2 separate regions of the Mus musculus genome follow, and region 2 is linked to region 1. The links are chromatin contacts, called in public Hi-C maps. All regions are on one chromosome and are shown on one strand. Each heading gives the region's core, a stretch centred on a gene start, on an enhancer-like site or on the middle of the called end of the contact. The rest is flanking DNA. Distances are from core to core; before and after follow the strand shown. Region 1 overlaps Pebp4 (phosphatidylethanolamine binding protein 4). Region 2 holds the start of Reep4 (receptor accessory protein 4).

What was found. A called contact is a pair of places that touch in the nucleus more often than the background predicts.
Region 2: a Hi-C map of hematopoietic stem and progenitor cells shows a contact between it and region 1, with 3 times the contacts expected there. The contact joins the promoter of Reep4 here to the enhancer-like site in region 1. A contact is called at or near these places in 2 of 39 promoter capture datasets (cranial neural crest and second pharyngeal arch cranial neural crest), 3 of 15 datasets of contacts at CTCF or cohesin (embryonic stem cells, large pre-B cells and pro-B cells), 34 of 484 Hi-C or Micro-C datasets (B cells, the Ba/F3 cell line, the C2C12 cell line and 19 more), 5 of 115 datasets of contacts at active chromatin or transcription factors (craniofacial prominence, forebrain, large pre-B cells and 2 more) and 4 of 9 other capture datasets (adipose tissue, embryonic stem cells, liver and 1 more).

The regions. Positions count from the first base shown.
Region 1 is chr14:69,857,325-69,864,637 of GRCm38.p6, forward strand. All of the region lies in intron 3 of Pebp4 (phosphatidylethanolamine binding protein 4), which reads left to right. It also overlaps the pseudogene Gm19017. Among named protein-coding and RNA genes, the nearest start is that of Pebp4, 21 kb to the left of the region's middle. Within about 2 kb of position 4,262, at least 92 of the 459 cell types and tissues checked have an H3K27ac peak or open chromatin away from gene starts, as enhancers often do. A contact at or near this core is called in B cells, the Ba/F3 cell line, the C2C12 cell line and 10 more, where this site is marked.
Region 2 is chr14:70,541,645-70,548,957 of GRCm38.p6, forward strand. Reep4 (receptor accessory protein 4) reads left to right here and starts at 3,607. Exons shown (of 8, transcript NM_180588.2): 1 at 3,607-4,094; 2 at 4,833-4,905; 3 at 5,286-5,362; 4 at 5,471-5,591; 5 at 6,023-6,136; 6 at 6,296-6,431; 7 at 6,541-6,695; 8 at 6,786-7,291. The coding sequence starts at 4,063. The coding sequence ends at 6,851.

The DNA of each region.
Region 1 (7,313 bases), core at 3,012-5,511:
GCTGTCGGGTGTGGCAAGAGAGGGAAGGAAGGAAAAGGAGAAGGGGAGAGGCAATAGCCATGGGGAGAGATCATGATGCCTGTGTCCCCTTCCATCCCCAGAGAAGAGAGGGAATCACAGCAGCCTAGAACCTGTGAGCAGAAGAAAATGTATGACAGGGTGAGGGGACCACCAGCAGGAAGGCCACCACCGAACCTAACAATGTTTTAGGGAAGACCTGAGAAGCTATGACCGTTAACTTGCTAACTAGCAGCCAACCAGAGCTTCATACATGGTACCAATTAGTACTGGATGTCACTATAAGAAGGGGTAAGGTGCTTTGCAGTTTGTCTTCTGAAAGGCAAAGCATTTAGGAGAAAAGCACAGCTCCTCGTAGAGACTTCGGGGTGCCTGTGTGGTTGGAGGCCAAACATGGGAGCCCACGAGGATGAGGCTGTAGTTGCAGGGGTGCTGATAGGCAGAGTTGAACTCCGGTGGGCAGAGAGCATCAGCCATAGACTGAGAGATGCATCCAGGAGACTCTGCTCAGGTGTCACTGGCTTCTTAGCTTGAGTGGTCCAGCCTGTCTGTGTCTCATTTCAACCTAGGCCACATGTGCCTGGGGGACACAGCAGAGCCAGGTGGTGATAAGGGGGGGGGGCAAGAAATTCTGACAGGTGAAATAAGAAACCCCAGACAGCAGACAGGCCCATTCATCTTTCATATATAATCTTGTCTCTGAAATCTACCCTGAGAACATCACCCAGTGCTTATATGTAGACTTGGGTACCATTCACTCACCGATCCACGTGTCTGTCCATGTACACCCGCCATTCATTCCTCCATCCCACCCCACATATCCATCCCCATCTCTGTTTATCCCACCATCCATCCATTGGAGCTAATCTTGATGGGGGATTTGCTTTCTGTAACTCCTGTTTCAGGAGCAAGGGATACAGACAGCAGACCCCTGCCCTGCCCAGATGTCTCAGAATAGCAAAGATGTCCACCACTGCTATTGGGTGCTCCTTAAACCCTGAAAGTGGAATGGGGGGCATAACAACCAACCACAGAGGAGCTCCCTATAAACGAGATGTAATGGCACATTCCTGTCATCCCGGCCAAACTCAGGGTACATCCTCAGCTTCACGCTGAGTCTGAGGCCAGCCTCAAGAAACAAACATGTCACAAAAACTAAAATAAAACAAATTGCATGCTAAGTGACTTAGGTGTTCTTCCAGCGTGGCAGCTTAGGTAAGCTCCTTGGTTGACCTTTTGCATAGTTCTCTTTATTCCGTCCCCCACCCCCTCATCATCTTCCTTGTTGATGAACTCAGTGTTTTAGGGCTTGAAGAACTTCTGGCCAGACCTGAATCTAACCCCAGGGGACTCCACTGCAAGTGCTGGCTGATGCTTGCTCAAGGAACACGGCCATCTGATGTCTGGTCTCAGCTGAGGTTCGCAGTCAAGGGTTGAGGAAGTGCTTGCAGATGTTTTCAGATCAAATAGTGTCTCTTTGAGCAGCTGTGTGGGCTGCTGCATGGACGGGCACATGGGACCTTGCAAGGAGAGTTCAGTGGGCTTGCATCTGGTCGAGAAAAAAAGGCAGGAGTGTGTGTGTGTGTGTGTGTGTGTGTGTGTGTGTGTGTATCCACCCGCCCACCCACCCACCCACCTGCCCGCCTGTCTGTCACTGGACAGGATCTGGTCACAGTGGTCTTTTGAGCACCAGCAAAGGCTTCTTAGCGTCTTAGCTTTTGTTGTTCAGAGGGTCGAGCACATGCATTTTCAACGCCACCGAGAGTTGTCTGTGCTCACCAGAGAGAGAAGGCAGTGGGTCCAAAGAGGAGTCTTGAGAAGGAGTCTTGCAGATTGTTTTAAGAGCTACAGTATGTCATCTATCATCCACACCTGCACAGTGTGGTGGGGAAGGAAGGAGAGGGGCCGGAGGTGGGACAGTAACAGCAGGCAGTGCAGTGTGAATGGCTGTCTGTTACTCTGACTTTAAAGATTCCTCTCACTCTGCAGGGACCAGTGTACACCGTCACTTTGGTGAGCCCGTTGAACATCATGCAGTCCACATGACACTAATCACAGCCTCGTGGGCATCGTGGGCATCCGGACGGGTCTCAGGGCCTCTGTTTTGCAAACGAGGCAGGCAACACAGTTCTGGGGGGATGGTTTCTTAATAGACTTTACACTTTAGAGCAGTCTTAGATTTGCAATACTGCAAAGTAGAAAATCAAAAGGACCCCCCTGTCTCCCTGTCCCCTTGCCCCATGTCCCCCTGTCCCCCTCCCCCCAGCTGTCACTATCCATCTATGTCACCTAGAGCTGGTGTTGTACCCACCATGCTATGGTTTTGTGGCCCCGTGATGACACGTAGCCACTGTTACAGAGTAACCAGACAGGGTAAGCTCAGTGCCCACAAGGACACTTTGTATACTCCCTGCTTAGCCCTCCTCCCCCTAACATGCCTGGCAACTGCCGATCCTTTCACTCTTTCCAATTTGCTGGTTCCAGAGTGTAACGTAGCTGGAATCATTTGCCATGTAACCTTTTCAGATTGGCAGCGCCTCTGCAGCCATCAGTCATCTGAACTCCCCTGATATCTTCCTCCAGCCAATGGCCAACTGCCCTGGGCTCAGCTTTTCCCCCATGAATTGCTTTTCCTTTAAATGGACATTTCTATCCAAGACTTTGATGTGAACAGAGGACCACCCACTTCTGCCCCTGGCACCAACTTCAACATCCTCTCTCTCTCTTTTTTTTCTTTCCCGTTTCTCTAATATAAATGTATCCAGGGTAGAGATGTCTATATGCCTGGGGAAGAAACAATCACAGGTAGCTCTGGTGAGGTGAGATCCATGCTGCGATACGGAGCAGAGTGCAGGCCACTGGGAGCTTTGTCCCTCGGTAATAACAGGGTAAGCGTCACCATTTTTCAAAGCACTTTCCCTGTTATGACAGTCATTGCTGTGTGTTCTCCGCCATGCTGTAATTTCACATTTCTTATCTCACATCAGTCCCCGTAGACAGGCGGGACAGGTGTGGGGCTCTGTCTATGGCAGGGAATTCGAGGCCTAGAGAGGCAGAGGGAGTCTCCCCAGATCCTTCCAGAGAAGACAAGTGTGGGCTGTGGGCCGGGGGTGTAACTCAGTTGGTAGATTTCTTGCCTAGCGTACACAAAACCCTGGGCCTGATCCCCAGCCCTGAATAAAACCAAGCATGCTGGTGTACTTATAATCCCAGTACTCAGGAGATGGAGGCAGAAGGATGAGTTCCAAGTCATCTTTAGTTACGTGAGTTCAAGGTCAGCCTGAACTATGTCAGAGCCTGTTGGAGGGGCACACCTTGACCTACAGCCTTATACCCGTGGTTTTGCTGCCTCCAGGCCTTATCCAAGTCTCACCACAAGCTGGGAGACATTACTTTCATGTGACATGGAGGTCAAAGCTCTGAGACCCTGGCTTCTAAGCCATTCTCTGTTCCACTTATCTTTCCGTTCCCCGACGGTCATGTGAAAACATCTTCTGGCCCTCCTCCATGGGCCAGGCTCTGTGCTGAGCGCATTAGGAGTAGATTCTAGGAGACCAAGGCACCGGAAGAGGTTTCAGCTAGACTAAGAGGGTCCAGAACTAAGCTCATGTCCAGTGTTGCCACTTCCTGGTGAGGAGAGGGCCACCTGGAGGGTGCTCCACATGGCCCAACTGCCACCTCCTGCTCTAAGAGTGCCTCCCTCGCCCCCACATCCCACACTACTTTCTTGAGCCTGCATGGCCCAGTTCCTTCCCATAGTAATGAAAAGAATACAGGCCTAGGTGCCCAAATAAATGGCTTCCCATGTTCAGGGAAGAAGCCAGAACAGGAAACAATCACTTCCCTTTGCGTACGGGCTAGGACGATTCCAGAAATGTCACGTGTCTTAACCAAGGGACAGGTGGGCGTGGAGCAGGCCAGGTGTGGTGCGGGTGGCCTGCAATACGTACAGGTGGAGAACCCTGCAATTCTTTGCTGCTTTTTTGGGTCTGCAGGGGCAGAGTGACATTTGGGTATCTAGGCCTGTGTTCTTTCTACCGCTATGGGAATGTAGAGGGACTGGGCCATGCGTGCTCAGGGGAATGAAGGCCCCCAGACTCCCAAAAGGACGGTGTGGGTGGGATGTGGCAAAGGAGGAGAAGGTGCTGAAGGTGCTTCGGGGTTCCAGTTCCCTAGCCTGCTTGTGTAAACAGAGGCCTTCTGTTCGCTCCGAGGCTGTAACTGAAAGAGTTACCACCAGGGGGCGCGAGGTGACCGTCATCGTGCCCGAAACAACGCAAAGCCCGGAAGCTTGGCTGGGGCCACCAGGGCAGGAACACACAGGCTTCTCCTAGTTGGTGGAGCGGGATCCATGAATGAAGAAGGCACAGAGAATCCAACGTGTGGCTCTGGTGTGACGCTTGAGGTCCCAAGCCCCGCTGCGTCTATCTTTTCACCAGTCCAGAGTGAAACTGCACCTCTGTTACGACAGTGCAAAGAGCTAGCCGCCGAATGCTTTCCATTTTCAATGTCCCCAGTTCGCCCCTCACTCATGATTAGCCCGGGGGAAACTGCTGATGGGAAGAACATCGAGGGTACCTCCCACTGCCGACCCCAGATCACAAAGATTTTGAAACAGTGCTCGCGGTTTCCTAAGTGCAAACTGGGAGCTGTGAAAGCTGCCTGCCTCAGTTTACCGAGGTTTAGTTAGAATCTGAGCCTAGAGAATAAGAAACCAGGGACTCTCGGAAGATGTAAACCTTGGTGTCATTGCTTGGAGCTCTGCCACCTTGTGCAAACTCCCTGGCCCTCTAAGATTCCCTGTTCTCCCTTAGAGTCCCAAGAGTACCCCCTTTCAAGGCTAGGACCCAGAGGGCAGTCCTCTGTGGAATTCTTTCTCTGCCCCATCTGGACTGTTTTCCCCAGTGGGTGACTCCCTCCTGCTAGACACAGGTAGCTTCCAGGATCCATCCTCTCTCTCTCATTCATTTCTCTGTCCTCTCCTTAGTTGTCCCTCTTTTTCTTGGGTGGCCTTATCCACATACCAGTTGTCTCAACTCATATGACCACTGAGATGTCCTGTGGGCCCTTCATATCAAGCATCCAGTCCCCGCCTTACCCCTTACCAAACCTGTTTTATCCTCAGTTTTAACCCAGGACTGGGGGAGTGGAGGGGTGTCTCTGTCTCTCCCACTGTGCTACCAGAGCCCCATGGAAAGGTCTAGAAGCTGGCTATCTCTCCTTTCCTCAGGGTCCCTACTTTGGCAGCGGCTACCACTCTCTGGACCTAGCCTCTCACCTAGTTACCACCAAGCACCACTGTTTGTCCCCAAGGCTCAGCCTGTTCTCAATTCGGCCATCAGAGGGCGCCCTTAAGTCTGCGGGTCAGATGAGTCCAAGCCTTTGCCCAAAGTTTGTCAGGCTTCCCCTCAGTTTCCTGAGTAAGTGCCCAGTCGCTACCAGTGCCTGCCAGATAGATGCCCTGGCATCTGACCTGTTCCTCACATCCTCTCTACTCTCAGCTCCTCTGCACTTTGCCCACCTAACTTACCTGGTTTCCCAGTATTCCTGGGGTCCTTTGCACCAGAGAGCCACCTCTACCTTCTGACACCCCCACCCTCTCCAACCTTCTTCGAATGGCTCTCTCCCTTTTAGATGGTTGCCTGAAGGTCGCCTCCTCAGGGAGGCCTCGTAGAGTCCACTTATCCCCTTCCCCGTTTCTCATCCTATTCACAACCTTCCAGCCTACATGAATGTCCGTCAAGAATTCTGGGGTTTGCTAGTTTGTCTTTCTGCTGCTACCACGACCCCACAACTAGACTGTATGCTCTGGGAGAGCAGGGCTCTTCATCTGTTTAACCCAATGCTGTACCCTCAGATGGAGAACAATCTCTGCCACACAGCAGGCTCTTAATACAGATTGGTTGAATGGATGTGATTTGGTGAAGATTGACTTTCTTTCTTTCCTTCTCCTTTCCTTTTCCTTCCTTCCTTCCTTCCTTCCTTCCTTCCTTCCTTCCTCCCTCCCTCCCTCCCTCCCCCCTTCCCCCCTCTCTCTTTCTCTCTCTCTTTCTTTCTTTCTTTCTTTCTTTCTTTCTTTCTTTCTTTCTTTCTTTCTTTCTTTCGTAAACCTGGGCAGTTTTTCTTCTTTCTCTCCCAGTGCCTCCCCCAGATCCTCTCTTCCTTCTTTTCCCGTCAGTAAAGAAATATCAACTCAACACAGCACAACAAGACACGGATAAGACTCGGCAAGAACCCTCCTATCAGGGCTGGGGGTGGCAACCCAGTAGAAAGAAAAGAGCCCCAAGAACAGTCAAAAGAGTTAGAGACAGCGCCTACTCCTACTGCTCGGAGTCCGATAGAAATCCTAGGCTGAACAATCACAACATACATGCAGGGGAACTAGCACAGACCCACGCAGCTCCGAGATTGCCGCTCCAGTCTCTGTGAGCCCTATGGCTCATGTCTAGTTGATTCTGTGGGCTCTGTTCTTGTGGCTTCCCTGACCCTTCTGGCTCCTACAATTCTTCCTACCTACCTTCCGCAGGGTTCCCTACACTTCAAGAGGAGGGATTCAATAGAGATCTCCAATTCATCCATTTTTCTTTACAGTTTAATAAATACTTCTGATGACTGTGCATTGGTAAGGCTGCTTGGCGGTATTCAGAAAGATCACAGCAGTGGTAGTTTCCCGACAGTTTGTAGTCTTCAGTAATGATTTAGAGTGAGTTATAGGAAATCCCTGTCAAACCAGCAAGACCATACTTACACACCCATCATTCTCAGGATGGTTGGTAACTTGGGCACACATTCCCCAACCAACCTTGGGTCACAAGGCCCAACTGGCTCACATTCACGTCGACAACTGTACCTTTGGGGATCACACCCAGGGCCATTTACAGTGGGGATGTTGGATTCTTTTTCACACCAAGTTTTGTCAGGCAAAAGGTAGCTTTCAGCTCAGGATGTGTAGCATGGGCTTCTTTGAAACGTAGGCCCATTGGTTACTATAGGTTCTTACTATAGGTTACTATAGGTTCTTACTATAGGTTACTATAGGTTCTTACTATAGGTTACTATAGGTTCTTACTATAGGTTACTATAGGTTCTTACTATAGGTTACTATAGGTTCTTACTATAGGTTACTATAGGTTCTTACTATAGGTTACTATAGGTTCTTACTATAGGTTACTATAGGTTCTTACTATAGGTTACTATAGGTTCTTACTATAGGTTACTATAGGTTCTTACTATAGGTTACTATAGGTTACTATAGGTAGGTTTCTTGAAAAAACCATCGCCAACAAAGCAGACCG
Region 2 (7,313 bases), core at 2,357-4,856, 680 kb after region 1:
TAAACAGTGAGCTCCAGGAACAACGAGAGACCTTACCACCACTACCACCACCACCACCACCCCCCAAAAAGTGGCCCACGCCTTTAATCCCAGCATTCAGTAGGCAGAGACTTACAGGTAGATCTCTGTAAGTTTTAGGCCAGGCTGACCTACGTAGTCAGACCCTGCCTCAAACAAGCAAACAAGAAAAAATATAGAGAAACAATTGAAAAAGATATCCTGATGTTAACTGCTGCCCTTCACAAGTCCCTTGCCTGTACACACACATGCACAGCCATGCATGCATCACACATGCACAACCATGCATGTACCACACATGCTCAGAGGCTGTGATGCTGGAGTCAGGGAAGAGGTTTTAGAGTCAACCAGTGGGTGGACATGCCAAGGGTCCTGGATTCACATCGGGTTCTCAGATGACGGGTTATCTCTTCCGTCCTTTACAGTTCTCTACATGTCCTAACACAATAAACACAATAGTTTTTGTTTGCTTGATGTTTTTGAGACAGGGTCACCCTATGTAATCCTGGAGGTCATAGAACTCAATAGGTAGACTAGGTTGGCTTCAAACTCATAGAGATCTGCCTGCATCTGCCTCCTAAGCACTGGAGTTAAAGAGGTATGCCATCATACCTGCCTAAAGAATCAGATCCGGGATGCCAGGGAAATGGCTCAGCACTTAAGAGCACTGACTGTCCTTCCAGCGCCCACATAGAGGCTAACAGCTCCTGTATCTCCAGTTCCAGAGGGATGTGACATCCTCTTCTGGCTTCCACAAGCACATGTATGCAAACATACATGCAGGCAAAACACTTATACACCATATATATATATATATATATATATATATATATATATATATATATATATATACATATACTACATATACACATATATACATATATATCCATATTCAATCAGTGCTTTCCTAGATGAAGCCCTGGGTTTGAGCTCTAGCATTGCATGAACCAAACATGGTAACACGTGCCAGTAATGCCAGCATTTAGGAAGAAGAAGCAGGAAGATCAAGGCCATACCTAGACTACATAGGACCCTGTCTATATTTAAAAAAAAAAAAGGTGTGTCTGGGACCTTCTTAATGGGATCCTCAAGGCCTTAGATGTTTCTTGTTCTCCAAAAAAAAAAAAAAAAAAGTATGGGGGAGGGGCAGTAGGAGCAAGGGAGCCGTAAGGCATGGGGGAGTTTCTCCTGTGGGCAGGTTTCATTGCTGGCTCCCACATCCAGCAATACCAATAAAATTGATGATAATAATTAAGACTGTCTAATCACCATGTGTTTGTTTATTCCCAAGAAGCCTCCTTTCCCTGGCTCCCATCATTACCAATTCCATCCTCATAGATGGTGGGTGTTAACTGCGCTCTAATAAAAGGCAGTAACTGCCCCTGTTTCCACCCCCACAGCCCTGGGGTAGCTTGGCTTGCATCCTTACCTCAAGGTGTGTGTGTGTGTGTGTGTGTGTGTGTGTGTGTGTGTGTGTGTTGAGGCAGGGTAGTGAGCTCTCTATTTTCAGATGGAGCAACTGAGACAGAGGGTAAAGGTCACAAAGAAAAACAAACCCACATGCAAAAAAAAAACAGTCTTTCTCCTTTGTAGCCTCCTCCCCTCTTGGAGGAGTATTCATCTTACCAGAGTTAACTTCTTTGTGACCCCCCCCCCCACCAGGGCCACTTGTAGCTGGCTGTTGCTGATTCCCAAGAGATTTGACCATGCCACACACACACATTTAGCCACTGGCCAGCAATATATACTGCTCGGTAACATTGGGCCATTTACTTCAAAAGCACATTTCTTTTTTTCTTTTAAAGGACTTATTTACTTTTATTTCATGTACACTGGTGTTTTGCTTTCATTTGTGTCTGAAGGTGCCTGATCCCCTGGAATTGGAGCTACAGACAGTTGTGAGCCACCATGTGGGTTCTGGGAATTGAATCCTGGTCCTCTGGAAGAGCAGCCAGTGCTCCTAACAGCTGAGTCATCTCTCCAGCCCCCTGAGGACATTTCTTAAATTTTTTTTTAAAGATCTTTGCAAAGATTAAGGCCGTGGGTAAATCGGAAATGCTTCTCTTTGCAGTAATCGCTGACAGAGACCCACAGTTGGACAACATAAAGAGACTGAGCCACTTCGGAGCAGTCAGACCTCAACGGGATGTCTCCCAGCCCTCCCTTCGAGGCTCCGGGATCTCTGCAAAAGTAGGGACAGACAGACTGTAAAAAGCAGGGGTGGTGGATGCCTCCACAGAAACAATCTTTTCCAGACCAAATGGGCAGATGCACACATGAATTCAGAGACTGTGGCAGCGTACACTCGCCCTGCATAAGCTCAAGCCAGACACAAAGACCAGCACAGAGGAGGGGAAGTGGGCACAAAGTCTCTCTCATCCCTAGCCATGAAGCTATTCGAAACTGATATCTGCTGGAAAAGGGAAAGTTAGTCTTCTCCAATGGAGCTGCACTGGGTATATTAACTATACTCCAGGGTAGGTCCCATGCTCAGGAGTAGTTGGCCATCACAAATCAGACTCCATGGTTCTGTTTGGTTTTTGGGGTGTGTGTGTATGTGCGCGCACTTGAAAGGCATAGGCAGGTAGATCTCTGAATTCAAGGCCAGCCTGATCTACAGATAGAGTTCCAGGACAGCCAGGGGTACAAAGAGAAACAATGTCTCAAAAAAAACCAAAAACAAAAACCCTACGATGATGATGATGATGAAGAAACTAAGGTACTAACGATGATGACGATGACAGTAATGATATATCTAAGTTTGTCAAATGTTATAGATAGCCAGTGTGGCCAATCTAATAAGAAGACGCTTCAACAATTCCATCATTTCGCACAACAACAACAAGAAGCACAAAACAGCAAGTGTTGATTTTAGAATTTTCTGGGATATCTCTATTCCTGTCTCAGAAACAGGTGGGTTTTCAAAATTCTAGGAAAGAAGATCCGGGGTGAACCCGGATCATCACTCAGTCTCTAAGACACTGGGGTCAGAATGCCCAGGTATATGGATCGTGGAAAGATGCTTTAGAAACAAGTGGAGTCCTGAAGCTGTCAGAAGGGTGATTCTCCAATCCCACTCTTCCCTCCTTTCTAGCATGGTCAGTCAGCTGGACTTCTGCGAAGGTAAGATCAGATCAGAACGTGCTTCCTGTGGGCCAACCACTCATTTCATTCTCTATCCCATTTTACAGAGATGGAGAAATGATAAAAAGGCATCCGAGGAACACTCTCGAGTTGTCTTTTATTTCCTCTCCTTTCCTTTTGTTTGTTTGCAACAGTGTATTGATGATACACCTGTAATCCAGCCTCACTGATAATTCTCCTGTCTCCACCTCAGAGACTCCTGTGCGCCACCCACACCTAGCTAGCAGTTCGGGGTTTTTTTGTTTTGTTTTGTTTTGTTTTGTTTTTTGTTTTGTTTTTTTCCTCCCTATCTGTCCACCTGCCAACCTTTCAGAAGACTATTCGACCGGCGGCCCCACCTCCGAAGTGCGCCGAGCATCGCCGCTTTAAGAGACGGTCCTTTTGTCTCCCTGACCTCGTCCCGCCCCTCTGAGGGCTCCATTGCGCCTGCGCCTGGAGCTTGAGCGCTGGGGTTGGGCAGGATCTGGTTCCGTGCAACTTTTAAGTGAGTTACAAACTCCGCCCCGAGACCGGTGCAGGTGGTCGGGCGCTCTGCCACCCGGGCGGCAGGTGAGAGCTGAGGTCCGGCCTGCCACCCGGACCCGAGACCAGCAGCGCCGCCCTCGACGGGGGACGAACGGTTCTCCGCGGCAGGAATTGTGGGACTGAGCCGCCAGGATTCGGCGAGGCGGAGGGACGCGCCCTCCCGCCTCGATCACAAGGCGGCTTCCTCTGCTAGGCCCTCGGTCCCCTGGTTCCGGGTTCTCCTGGCTCCCCGCACTGCGGGGTCGAAGTCAGGGGTGGTGATCTCCGCCTACACCGAGGGAGAGGTGTACTGCAGCACCACTCACCCCCTTGTCCCAGCTCCTGAGTGAGCGTCCCTCCGCTTGTCTCTTGGGGTCATCCCCCTAGGCTGTCAGGATGGTGTCCTGGATGATCTGTCGCCTGGTAGTGTGAGTATGGTCACTGTGAGACACCTCCCCCCTCCCTTTTGTCCCAGGATGCCAACCTGCCTTTGGGTGGAAACTGGGGACGTTTGTAAAGAAGGGAAAATTTAAAGACTTCATGACCCCGTTTCCCAGCACACACTTAACGGTCCTGGGGGTCTGAAGTGGGACCTGGTCACTGCATACCTTGTTTCCACCCTGCAGCCTTCTGGTCTGACAGAGACCCTTCCTGCAGACAGGTGCTGCTAGGGCTCAGGGCTTTTACCACCTACAGTCCTGTGAGAAGGTGATTAGGTACTGCTGTGGGCGGAGAATCTAGGTGCCTCCTTCCCATCTGAGCAGCCACATGACCCACCACCCTAGCTTCAGCTTCTGCAGCCTGCACCTCACTTTTGGATATCCCAATACCTGGCTCAAATGTCCCTCACTGCATGCTGGTGGTCCTGGGCCTGATTACGTGTAGTGGGAGCGGACAGCCTAGTGTTCTCACCCACCTTGTGTGTTCTCAGTCTGTCCTGTACCCATGGGCCACCAGCGCAGGCCTAGGCAGGCTTGGTATGTTTGTAAACAGCCGGGTGGGGAGGCAGCCTCCGGGGCACTGACTCAGGCACCCAGGGTTGTGCAAGCCAAGCGGGAAAAACAGGGCAGGCACTGCCATCTCGCACCCAGGTCAGGGGGAGCAGCCACCTGGCAGGGAGAGGGTGGGGCATGGTCCCCTCACACTTCCTGTGACTGCTGTTCCAGGCTCATATTTGGCATGCTGTATCCTGCGTATGCTTCCTACAAGGCCGTGAAGAGCAAGAACATTCGAGAATATGTGAGTGCAAAGAGTGGGGTAGACGACAACATTGAGGAATGGTCAGGGAGGTGGTAGGACTTGGTGATGCTGGAGGGCCTGGCCTGTCAGACTCCAGGGGCTCGATCGATGGTGGAACAGATCTCAAGTAGAGTGGTCTAGTGGAAGGAAGGCCAGCCATTATTAACAATAGCCATGGAGGATCTCGTGGGCGAAGCATGCTGGGGGGGGGGGCACTGGAACGGAAGGCAGTTTCTCAGGGGCTCCTGTCTAAGCAGATGTGGGAAACTGTAGCCAGCAATGCAGTGGGACTGGCTTTGAGGAATCTCTGGGTTGGGCAGGCTGGGGGCGGGTCCTGGCGGCTTAGGCTCGTGAGCTGAGCTCTGCACTCTGACCCACAGGTACGGTGGATGATGTATTGGATTGTCTTTGCGATCTTCATGGCAGCAGAAACCTTCACAGACATCTTCATTTCCTGGTCCGGCCCAAGGATTGGCAGGCCATGGGGTTGGGAAGGGCCTCACCACCACCACCACCACCACCTGGCCTCTGGCTCACACAAACCCCTCCCCTTGCTTACACACAGGTTCCCGTTTTATTACGAGTTCAAGATGGCTTTTGTGCTGTGGCTGCTCTCACCTTACACCAAGGGGGCCAGCCTGCTTTACCGAAAGTTTGTCCACCCATCCCTATCCCGCCATGAGAAGGTACCTCTGAGGGAGATAGAGCAGAAACAGGAGGGTGTGTCAGGGCAGTGTGTCAGAGCGAAAGCCCTGTATCTCAGGTTCAGGCAGCCAGAGGTGCCTGGGTCTTATTCCCTGTCCCTCTATAGTTTTGCTGTGGGACTGTGAAAGGGGTTGGCTTTCCCCATCCACCTGGATGATACATATGGACGACCTTTAGGGTTATGACAAGCCAGCAGGAAGTTGACGTGGGCATGGAAGAATGGAAGGGACACCCACTAAGTTGTGGAGAGGGTGTGTAGTTGGGGAGTCCTGCTTTCAGTTGTTCTGAACCTAAATCTGTGGCTCCTGGGTCCTGGGTAGGGCTCATGGGATTATGACAACCAGTGGCTTCTTGGGGTCTGCAAAGACGGTGGTTCTTTCGTTGATCTGAGCTCTCCGCCCTGGGTCTGCAGGAGATCGACGCGTGTATCGTGCAGGCAAAGGAGCGCAGCTATGAAACCATGCTCAGTTTTGGGAAGCGGAGCCTCAACATCGCTGCCTCAGCTGCTGTGCAGGCTGCTACCAAGGTGCCGTGGGCCCCGGTGATCACAGCGCCTCCCCCGCTCCCAGATCAGTTCTGAATCTTGTGCCCCAGAGATTAGCTGAAGGGCAGCTTCCCCGTTACAGCCCTTCCCCTCGCAGCCCTCCTCTGGAGTTAACAGCGGCTCCCATCCCTCACCTCCTAGAGTCAAGGCGCTCTAGCTGGAAGGCTGCGGAGTTTCTCTATGCAAGACCTGCGCTCTATCCCTGACACCCCTGTCCCCACCTACCAAGATCCCCTCTACCTGGAAGACCAGGTACCCCGACGTAGACCCCCTATTGGTAAGTGGAAAGAGGGGGAGCTGACCTCTCTGAGGACTAGAGGCAAGCTGGGCGTGACCCTAGGCTTGTATAAGTGCTCAGCTTTGCCCTGCGGGCCTCTCTTTGGCAGGATACCGGCCAGGCGGCCTGCAGGGCAGTGACACAGAGGATGAGTGTTGGTCAGACAATGAGATCGTCCCCCAGCCACCTGTTCGGCCCCGAGAGAAGCCTCTAGGCCGCAGCCAGAGCCTTCGGGTGGTCAAGAGGAAGCCATTGACTCGAGAGGTAAGTGTGTTGGAAGGACGGCATGAGGGGGGTGTGGATGGAGCTGCAGTGCCCACACCACTCAAGGTATACTGGCTTTCTCTTCCCAAGGGCACCTCACGCTCCCTGAAGGTCCGAACCCGGAAAAAGGCCATGCCCTCAGACATGGACAGCTAGAGTCTGCAGATTGAGGCCACCTTACCTCTGGAGCCAGCAGGGGACCTTTCGCTGCTACACCAGCTACCGGGGTTCTGCTCCGTCTGGCTTGTGCCTAAATGGCACATGGCGTGGTACCCTGCACAGGGAGACATTCACTATACCAAAGCAGCCCAGGCCTGGGGCCTATTTATTGCCTTCCTCTGCCTTTTACTTTCTCAGACACGGGACCAGAGCCCCACCAGTCCCTACCGACGAAACCAAAAGTCCAACCAGCTGTGTTCATTCCTTCTTGTCCTTCAAAATACTTGACAGCCTTTTCCAAGGCCTGGTGTGTGTGTGTGTGTGTGTGTGTGTGTGTGTTTACGTACACTAGCTGCATGTTTCGTGTTGGTGAGTGAGGTCAGGCTTATGAATATTTTTATATAAATAAATACCAAACAGTGTTTGGCCTCTCCTAATTTGTCTCTTCACATCTCATAT